Linked DNA regions of Sus scrofa: region 2 is linked to region 1. The links are chromatin contacts, called in public Hi-C maps. All regions are on one chromosome and are shown on one strand. The core of a region is the stretch at or near the end of the contact, and the rest is flanking DNA. Distances in the headings are between cores, read along the strand shown.

Region 1 (5,068 bases), core at 1,382-3,881:
GACGTGGGTCCCTATGTAGCAAGAAAGGTGACAGTGCTGAGCTCCACACCTCAACAGGTTGCCTCCTTACCCCGACTCTACACCAGGACCCACAGGCCATCAGGATGGCCTCCAGGGCCAGCCGGGGACAAGGGAGAGGAGAGGAAATTCTGAGCCCAATGTTACTGAGAGGGTGGTTCAAATCAGATCCTTCACCTTCAGGCCACTATCATTCCCAGCTTGCCAGGGAACACAAGGTTGGCAACGCCTCCCTTGACCCTAAAAGACTTGCAGTCCCTAAACGGAGGGCGGCTGTGGTGGCACTCACAAAACAGCCCAGACCAGAGGTGAGAGCATCCGGGAGGGTAAGGCTGATGTGTGTCTCCTTGTCTTTGCCTCCTCTTTGACTCCCTCATCTCCCCTCAAAAAGGAAAAAAAAAAAAAAAAAAAAAAAAGACTTTTTCCCCCCGGTCTTAGGAGGCTGTCAGGTTATATCAAACAGGTTAAATACCCATAAGAGAGACCTCTGAAAGCATCAAGAAGGACCCAGAATGCCACTGCTGGGGAAAAGAGCCAAGGCGCCCTGATCAGGCCAGCCAACAACAGTTCACACCCTCCCTGCTTGAGCAGGACAAACACTTCTCAAGATGGGGCATTTCCAGGTATTTTGACAATTGTGTTTTCCCAGTTCACTCCAAACTGCCCCCAGACACTGGAATGGAAAGCATGAGTGAGAGTGGAGACTGAAAACTTGTTAGCTTGAACTCTGGAGAAAGAATGAGTGTGGGTGCCCCAGGACCCCGGGTTCCAGCCTGGCAGGCGCAGGAAGGGAGGGGGATCAACAGACCCAGACACTTGGGGAATTAATGTCAAGCCAAAGGACCCCTCCACCAGCTTTCGCTTCCAGACAGTCACAAAGCCGACCTCTCTTCTTTCCCTCTCACTGAGGGCCAGGGAGCTAAATGCCAACTAGGTCCTTTTCCACTCTGGAGCTCTTTTAAAACACTCTCCTTGAGGAAAACGCACACACACACGACTCCCAACCTTTGGAGGGTTGAATTGGGTGAGATTGCATTTGAGGAGAGGATGAAATGCAGAAAACTCCCCGAAATTACCCCGCAAGTGGAGTCTCACGATTTCGCCCACGCAAACTAGAGTCTGCCACCAGGCTTCGGCTCTGTCCGTTTCCCTCCTGGGCTCATTTTTTTTCATTTTTTCCAACTGCCCACCCCAGTCGCTATTCATCAGGTCCCTGGACGTCTTCCCAGACACTGAGCTACATCTGAGCATCTAGACTCTCTCCTGGAATGGCACTAAGACACTTCGCAAAACAGAAGCAGCACATCAGCTCTGTCAGACTCTGGGCATTCAGACAGGAATGCCCAAGTCAAGCAGCTGCTCCGCGTTCCGCAACGCCCCCCCCCGCCCCCAGTCCAGCCAGGCCTAGGCGCCTTGAGCCCCCACCCCCGCGCGGTTGCGCGACCCTTACCTGCGCTGGGGCCCCGAGGCACAGGGAGCGGGGCTCCGGCGCGACTCTGTAGACTGTGCAGCACCGGGGTCTCGAAGGGTCCCGCAGGCCATGCGGGCGTCAGCGGCGCACCCACGTAGGGCGAGTAGGCACTTGGGTGGTGATGGTGATGGTGATGGTACGTCCCGTTCAACGGCCGCGCGGCCGATAGCGAGCTGTATTGGTGCTCGCGGCTGCCCATGGCCGCCAGGCCACCGCCACTGCCGCCGCTCACGCCGCCCGCGCCCCCGCCGCCGGCAGCTGCGTAGCCCCCGGGGTCCCTAGCCGCGCCATTGGCCATGGGAGGGCTGGGCGAGTAAGGGAAGCGCGCCGAGACATGCGCCGCGGCCGAGCCTGCGCTGCCCGGCCCCGCCGCCCCGCCGCCCGCCGTGCCGCCTCCGCTGCCATATGGGGGGCTATCCGCTGAGGCCTGTGGCCAGCCGGGGTGCGAGCCCGCGCCGCCCGCATGATTGGCGGGCCCGCTGCCCGCCCCCTGCAGGTACGGTAGGCCTGGCAGCATGGAGCCCACGCGCGTGGTGGGAACGTAAACCGGGGAGCTAGCCGCCGCTGCGGCCGCTGCAGCCGCGGCCGCCGAGTGCACGAAGCCGCCGGGCGCTCCGTCGTAAGCGGCGGGCCCCTGGCTGGAGAGGGCTGCGAGGGTCTGGTACATCTCCTCCGGCTGCTCGGGTGCGAAAGGGCTCAGCTTGGCGCCGCGGCTGGACCACAGCAGCTTGCTGGCGGTCGCGGCCTGGTCGAGGTCAGTGAAGAGCAATAGGTCCTCCCAGCTCGACAGGGCGCCCCCGGGGGCAGAGATCCCGGGCGCCGAAGGTCCGTGAGGAGCCCCGAAGGGATGCGAGGCGTAAGGGTTGAGCAGCAGCGAGCGGGCTGTGGGTCCCGCCGCCGCCTCCGTGTCGAGCTGCGGCGTCCTGCAGTTGCTGGCGCCGCCGGGGCCACGCTCCCCACCCCGTGAGCAGCAGGAGGAAGAGGAGGAGATGGGGGAAGGCGGCGTAGAGGGCTCCCGCGCTGGAAAGCCTCCGGAGTCGCCGGCGTCCGCAGCCGCGGCCCCTAAGCGCTTTGGCAGACACCAGCCGCCGTCAGTCAAGGCCATCCACGGTCCCGCGCTGCTCCAAGCTGACTTCTAGCTCCTGAGACCGGGTGGGGAGGGAGGCAGGGTCGGGAGAAAAAATAAAAAGGAATTATCAAAAGCGCATGCTGCCCTTCTCACTTCCACTCCCCTCTCTAGATAATGAGATTCCTCAAAGATCCCGTCTCGGCCCAGGTTCTAGGGGTGGGGAAAGAGAGGAGCATGGAGCCTGCTCAGCCGCCACAAGGTCCTCCCAGAACCAGGATACCCGCTCTCCTTCTCCCGCACCTCCAGAGTCCCCTCGCCCTCCCCTCCCACCCTCCTTCGCAGCATCCTCCATCCACACGCGCGCCAGATCCCAGGGGTGACTGCGAGGCTGACCAAGGTTTTCCTTCCGCCCCGAAGTGGCTCCCTCCCGGCCGATGGCACACAAAGGAACTTTTGTTAAAGTAGCTGTGCGTGTCGGTGCTGCCTTATTACGCCCCGGTACGGAGGGCTCCCTCGCAGGGAATGCCTCAGTGTGAAGGCTGCCCGCTTGAAAATCATTAGCGCAGGGAAAGCAACCTGTCCCAGAAAACGAAACCACCGAGTTCTCCCATACTGGCTCTCCCAGAGCTTCCCGGACTGCGCTGACGAGACGCAACGCGAGCTCCAGAGAGAAATGCAACCCAGCCCAGGGAGGTGGGGCGCCTGGGCGGAGACCGCAGTCTCGGACCTTCAGGGCACAGGCAGTGCGAAGTCTCATGCCCAACCCGCGTCCCCGTGGCGCCGCACACCTTAGACACCGCTCGCCCCCGCAGCCACCGATGCGTGCGCTCACGCCGGCCGGGCCATGCCGGCTGGGCCACCCCGGCCCACCCCGCGGTCATCCCCAGGCGCGGAAAGGCTAGACGGTTCCGGAATGGACGTAGCAGGGTGGAGCGGAGCGCGGAGGAAAAAAGGGGGGGATGAAAGGGGGACTTGAGACCGCCCTGGAGACGAAGCCACCCCAAAAGGGAGAGCAGCAAGAATGACAGGGAGACTAGGAGGGGGTGGAGGGAGGCCAAACGCAGCCTAGCTGGCCTCTATGGGGCTGCTTTTCCAAATCGTTTCGGCTCATCGGAGATAACCATACTAAAATTAATACACACACAGACCCAGGCCAGATAGCACGAAAGAAGTCTCTGCGCGCCTGACTCCGGCTCCCGCCCCTTTGCGCCAAGATAACTCGGAGATAAGGGTGCGCGCAGATAAGCGCTTCGGAGAGAGGAAAAGACACCAGAAGTTAGTCCGCGGTATCCAGGAACCTGGGAGCCGCCACGGCCTGCCAGGAGTGGATAAGATAGACACCCTTGGAGCCGATCGCGGCCCGCAGAGGGCCGGAGAGCCGAGGCCGAGGGGCCTGCGTTGGGTGGGGGGTGCAGAGGAAGAAAGAGGGGTGCTCGAGCAAGAGAGGTAGCAGCCGAACCTGGGGTGGGCGCAGCGCATGGAGAACAGCGGTGGAGGAGTGTGCTCCCGAATGTGGAGAGAGGCCGAAGGCGCCAGCCGGCGAGCGCGAGTCCGGGGTCTGCGCGGTGCTGCTGGTGAATAAAAAGGAGAGAGGAGGCGCCTCTTACTGCTCTGCCGGAAAACTGCAGCCTGCGCTCCTGATTGGACTCACCGAGCCCTAAACAAACAGCGCTCGCCGAAGGGTGCCAGGCTGTGGGTCGGAACTGCGCTCAGCGAGCAGCTGGGCGCTGGAGGTGAAGAGGAGGAGGAGGAGGAGGGAACGAGGGGAGGAGAGAAAAGAGGGTGGGGAGGGGAAGGCGGGCGGCGGGGGAGGGGAGCGCGCTGCTAGGGCAGACAATGAGTCCCGCGCAGCCTGCGGGTGTGGGCTGAGCTGCGAGCGCGGTCCTAGGACTAAGAGCAAGTCCACCCAGGGGGCGCCGATCCCGGGGACGCCGGGGGAGGGGCAGAGGTGGCAGAACGCCTGACCTGGCTGGCGACCCACACCCATTCCTCCTCCCCCAGTTACACACATACTCAAGGGGGGGAGGCGCTGGCAGGGTTGACTATGCATAGTCCAACGCTGTCTCCGCAGCGGGAGAGACGCGCCATCTCGGGGGTCAGCGAGCCCTCAGAAAGTGAGGGGAAAGTGCCTTCCTCCGCTGGTCTCCCCCACTGCTGCCTCCACATTAAATGAACTTTTTGCCCCGTAGTTGTGTATGTTTCCCGACCTCTTCTCGAGACCTTGGGGCTCAGGTCCTGGTGGCCGTCGGGGGTCTAGTCTCCTGTGATGTAGGAAAGAAGGAACTAGAGCGCCTAGCTCCCTATCTCTGCTCCGCTTTTTACAAACGGTACTAAATTCCTGGGAAGTTTCGGGAGGTACACGTCGGCACTCCCCAGCTAATCTCTGAGAACTTTTAATTCGGGGCCCTGGTGTACGTAAAGGTTAGTCCACGAGGTGCGCAGAAGGGACAAGGGCTACTAGGCCAGTCGCGCTCTCCGAGTTCTGGTGTCCTGTTTGCTCTGAGCTTTCC
Region 2 (5,068 bases), core at 675-3,174, 490 kb before region 1:
ATTCTCAAAATGTAGATATTGAATAATGGAGTGCAAAGGAATACACCTTAACCTGATGTGACTCAGATAACAAGGAATGAACAGAGGGAAGCTTGCTAATGTGCGGGTTACTTAAGAGTGAGCGGACAGGAACTCAGGAGATACCCACAGAAGGTTAGGAAGGTGGATGATGTTGATGAGTTGGTTTTCCAGGTGCCTCTGAATGTGTGAGTGTCCTGGGAACTTCATGGATCTTTCTCAGCTCTCTTCCTTACTGCAGATTTGGTCACGCCTCAGCCGAGATATAGGCCCTATGGTTTCTACTCTGAGAGCTTCTCCCAGAAGCTGTCATCCCCCTTCTGATGTGACAGATGTCCAGAACTTGCTTCCTGAAGAGAAAAGGCAGGCTCTTCCTTCAGGTCAAGACCAGAAGCCTTGACAGGGGAGACAAGCCAGGAGACTTAATGGAAATAGATCTTTGCCTTTTTCCACCCATTTCTGGCTCTAATTGGATGATCTTATTATTTGGTGACAATTTCCTGCTCACCTGGCTAGCTAGATCTGCCTCAAAGCCTTGGAGGGAACGCAGGAGAAACTCAGACTAGAACTCACTCTAGATATTTTGTCTATATCTTCTAGAACAGTATCAGCTATGCTGATACTACAAACTCATCTGTCCGGTGGGATAAACCCCTAAAAATTGTAAATTTTTACTTATACTTGGGAAAATGGACTCATTAGCCAGGCCCTAGGAGTCTCAACCTCCTTCCATGGTCTTCAGTGTACATTAGCAGTCACATCTCACCCCCATTGCTCCCTGATATTTCTGCCACCTAAGGTGATTTTCCTGTATCCCATCCCTTCCTGTCCACCTAGCCAACCCCTGCTCCTCTATAAGGCCCAACTCATGACAGATTTGCTGCCTCCATCCAGTCCTTGACTGCTATACCATTCCTTTAGCATTTTATTGTAAGCTGTTTTGTGATCTCTCCTGTTTATTAAATTTTCATGTGTGTCTTGTTCTGCAATGAAAATTGAAGTACCTGGAGGCGTTGATTGGGTTTTGTCTATATCTTCTAGCTGATACTACAAACTCATCTGTCCGGTGGGATAAACCCCTAACTATGATCTTTCAATGAGCCTCTAACATGGAGAGTCTCTTGAGTGTCAAATGCTTATTTTGCTAGCTCTTTTGAGTGTCATTGCTCCCTTCTCTCTCAGAACCTAAGTTCCCTCAGGGGTGGTTGGAGGGCAAGAATGACAGCACATGTACAATTATCACTTTTCATTGATCCTCACTTTGTCCAAGTCTAGTTAGTGCTCTGTGAAATCCATGAGAGCAGAGGCTGTGTCTAACCACTAGACCATTTCTCACCATTCTATCCCCTTCATTTAGCGAGTGTCCAGCACATGGTAGATGCTTAATAATTATTGGGTGAATGAATAATTACTGGTTAAATAAAAGAATGAACGGACAGATATTGTCTTGATCTGGTTCTGGGTGACTCTCTTGCCCTGTAGGAAGGGGGCTGGTTGTCAAGAAGTGAGGAGATAGCCTTTGTTATCTCTCCTCAGTAGAACATCTCAGCCCCTTGCATTTTGCTCTCGCATGGGGCCCATCAGACTACACGCAAGCAGATTTTTTTTTTTTTTTGCTTTTTAGGTCTGCACTCGCGACATATGGAGTTCCTAGGCTAGGGGTCTAATCAGAGCTACAGCTACCATCATACACTGCAGCCACAGCAACTTGGGATCCAAGCCACAACTTTGACCTACACTACAGCTCACAGCAGCAATGCTGGATCCCCAACCCACTAAGTAAGGCTGGGGATTGAACCTGAATTCTGATGGATACTAGTTGTATTCATTTCCACTGAGCCATGGTGGGAACGCCCTGCAAACAGATGGCCAATCTCAACTTACCAGATCCCCAAAGACTGGATCAGCCTTGTTCTCTCAGCAGGTAATACACAGAGGTCAAACAACTAAAGTTACTCTCTGAGGCTACACCTCCTAATATAACCAAGTAGAGCTTGCTTCATAGCTCACTGATGTGTGTTCCCTTCTTTATCCAGCACAAGCCTGAAAATTCTTCCATAGGGTGGGTGGGTCACACGTGTAAGTAAGTGCTCAGTGGTGACCATTTCCTTTTTGATTATTACCTAAAAATTAATTTAAGGCATCAAATAATATATAATATATAAATAGCTACTTAATTAATGGTAAAATGTTTAATTTTTTTGAATAATGCTTTGATACAAGTATTTTCTTCTTTGAGGCCTTATGTAATAATTCACTGAAAAGGGTCGCTGTATTTATTTAATTGGCACTTATGCATACTTACCACAAGGTGGCAGCATAGTAGCCCCTACTTGCTTGTTAGGGACATGGATATCTTTTAGATTGAGATTGTGGAGAATTTTTTTTCTCCCCCCTTAAATTTCCAAAATCTAACATCATATCCATATGACCTAGTTTGTAGTTATGTAGACTTTGTAATGATACACATACAAAGAAGTCCAAGTTGCACAAAATTCTCACATACAACCTGTCCCATGTGAGAAGCTGAATATTCTGTACATTCTGTCCAGCACTTAATCATGTGTGAATCTTATCTATTAATAATTATGAAATCTCTTGTATAAGTAGGAAAAATCAATCTAAAACTTGTAAATGGAACTTTTAAGGCACTATATCAAGAGTAACCCCTTGCAGGGAAGATATTATTATTGCGGACAGTATGCTGCATTGGTTCTTAACTGGGATAGGGATGGTCTCTATTAGAAAGAATATCTAAATGAGGCTGGGGGAGAGTGTCTATGGATATTGTCATTATCTTCTGGCTACAAGCATTTACTGAGCACAAGTTGTCTATTATTTCATTGTCTGTAAGACTGACTGTTTTCATATAAGAGCTTAAGACCCAATGTTATAAACAGCAGAGAAAAACTCAGCAAACAAGTGAAAAGACAAGTACTATGACAATTACCTGAGAGGAAGGACAGAAGAAGGAAGAAACATTGATGTTTTATGTTTTGCCAGAGGATGAGAGAAGACAGTAGAAACAGTATGGAACAGTCAAAAGATGATGGGAATAATAAGGAGACCCAGTATTGTCTTGGCTCTGCCCCTCACCATTCTTGGCCACTTTAGTTTCCTCATGTGTAGAAAGAAGCATTTGCACTTGGATCTTGGAAACATTACAGGAATATGTCTTGTCAATAGTTGATGTTAATGGATACTCTTCAAAAAGGATTTGTGTTGAATAAGTTTGAGGAAAACAAATTATTTTATTGTGTCTCATCCCCTCCCCTTCCGCCTCAGAGAGTCACATGTATGTTAGTATATTAAAGGTCTGAAGTGAGGAAACTGGCTTAACGTTGTTTAACCTGCCATTTCAAACTTAATTTAATCATTGAACACAATTCTTCCCTTCACTGCACCCAAGAAACAGCAATTAACATTGCATAGAATATTAATGATCTTTAGTAGATCATTTGGGAGCCACTGAATGAAGAAGTCTTTAAAGCCTGTCTAGCCCTAAGATTTAGATCAGAAGCTCCTGGAAGGCAGGGAACCATGTCTGGCTTACTCCTTAGGCCTACTGCTTGGCAAAAGTGACCAATAATATTTGCAAAATCATTGAATGAATGTGACAATATTGGTTTTTCCCCTCCCTCTCCTTCTAGGAAGCATGGGCTATGTCTATCTCCCTTCTGAAGTCATGTACATCTCAAATTAGAGCAACTTCAGCTAGGGAAAGGAGACAAAGACTTTTTCAGTCTAAAAACATAGGGGAATTGTGCAGTCTTTCTTGGTGATGTGAAAGTGTGATTATCTTGACGATAAGTGACCCTAATAGAATTTGTTTTCCATTTCTTCCTCTGTTTTCACGAGTGGAAGTCTTATCTAGATCTATCTAGGAAAAATGCAAAATCAGATAGACGGAAATGACTGACAAAAATATTCTGAAGATCAAAGTGAAAAAAGAATTCCCAGGATTGGTGTGGGTGGAGAATTGGAGGTTCTTAAGAGACCAAGAGGCTCATGGTAGTAGAAAATAAAGAGAGATTTTGCAGAAGGGGAAAACTCCTTGAAGGATGGGGACATGGTGACCAAGTGTTGGCCCCCCAGATAAAGAAGGAAGTTGGAGAAGCTGGTAGAATGAGCTTAATAAGACAGAGGAGCCGCTCCACATGCTAGTGAAACTCTATGTGGGTTACAATGGGTATCATGTCAGAAGTAAAGAACTCATAAGTGTATTCTACCGGATTCTGCATGTGTGTGTATTCAGTTAAAAGTTAAACATTTCTCAGGGACTAGGCCTTTATGTTATTAAAGGCCTAATAAGGGAAAGGACAAAGTACTAAAAAGCAAACTCTACTGATAGGAAAAGTATATAGAGTGAGATTTCAGGCTTTACCCAACCAAAGATATCTGCTGCCTCCTAGGAACTCCTTTAATTAAGACAAACTCTGGAAAGTGCCTGTTAAAATGCAGTATGTGGCCAGGAGAGAAATAACACATTGATCATGAGTGCTCATATTCACACAGCAGAGAACAGAGTCCTAGGAAACAAAGCGGTGGACAGGCAAATTTTGTTGGACAAAGTAAAGCTGTGAAGTATGGGGCAGTGCTGTAGGATTGCTCTGCAGAAGTCCTTGGGAGTCAGGAGTCAGGGCTGTGGGTGTCAGAGTTTGAGAGGGGGGGACTCCAAACATAAGATGTGGGAGACATCAAAATATGTTTCATCTACTTAACGATTTTGTTCAGAGCAGACATAAAAAGAAACAATGTCAGGTGGAAAACCAAAGGTTTTGGAAGACAGCTCAGGCCTCCCCAGTTCTGCTTTACATCAACTGTCCTGATCTTAAGTAACTTATCTCTGATAATAAAGTGCCAATGTTTCTATAATTAGTAAATATTTGCACACATATTTGTATAATATTTATATTAATTATATAAATATATTTGTAATTACATTAAAAAGTAAATTTAAATCAAATTCAATGTTTAAGGCTGTTCTTATTTATTTTCATTTCAGGGCTGTATCCACAGCACATGGAGGTTCCCAGGCTAGGGGTCAAAT

Evidence for each region. A called contact is a pair of places that touch in the nucleus more often than the background predicts.
Region 2: a Hi-C map of omental adipose tissue shows a contact between it and region 1, with 1.8 times the contacts expected there. The contact joins the enhancer-like site here to the promoter of GATA6 in region 1. A contact is called at or near these places in 2 of 5 promoter capture datasets (fetal skeletal muscle and liver), 12 of 47 Hi-C or Micro-C datasets (alveolar macrophages, brain, embryonic fibroblasts and 8 more) and 1 of 2 datasets of contacts at active chromatin or transcription factors (skeletal muscle).

Annotation. Positions count from the first base shown.
Region 1 is chr6:107,281,890-107,286,957 of Sscrofa11.1, reverse strand. It overlaps GATA6 (GATA binding protein 6), which reads right to left and starts at 2,631. Exons shown (of 6, transcript NM_214328.2): 1 at 1,469-2,631. The coding sequence starts at 2,594. LOC100525229 reads left to right here and starts at 4,203. Exons shown (of 6, transcript XM_021096175.1): 1 at 4,203-4,291.
Region 2 is chr6:107,770,202-107,775,269 of Sscrofa11.1, reverse strand. All of the region lies in intron 2 of LOC106510680 (a long non-coding RNA gene), which reads left to right. Among named protein-coding and RNA genes, the nearest start is that of RBBP8, 150 kb to the left of the region's middle. Within about 2 kb of position 1,924, at least 2 of the 83 cell types and tissues checked have an H3K27ac peak or open chromatin away from gene starts, as enhancers often do. A contact at or near this core is called in mesenteric adipose tissue and omental adipose tissue, where this site is marked.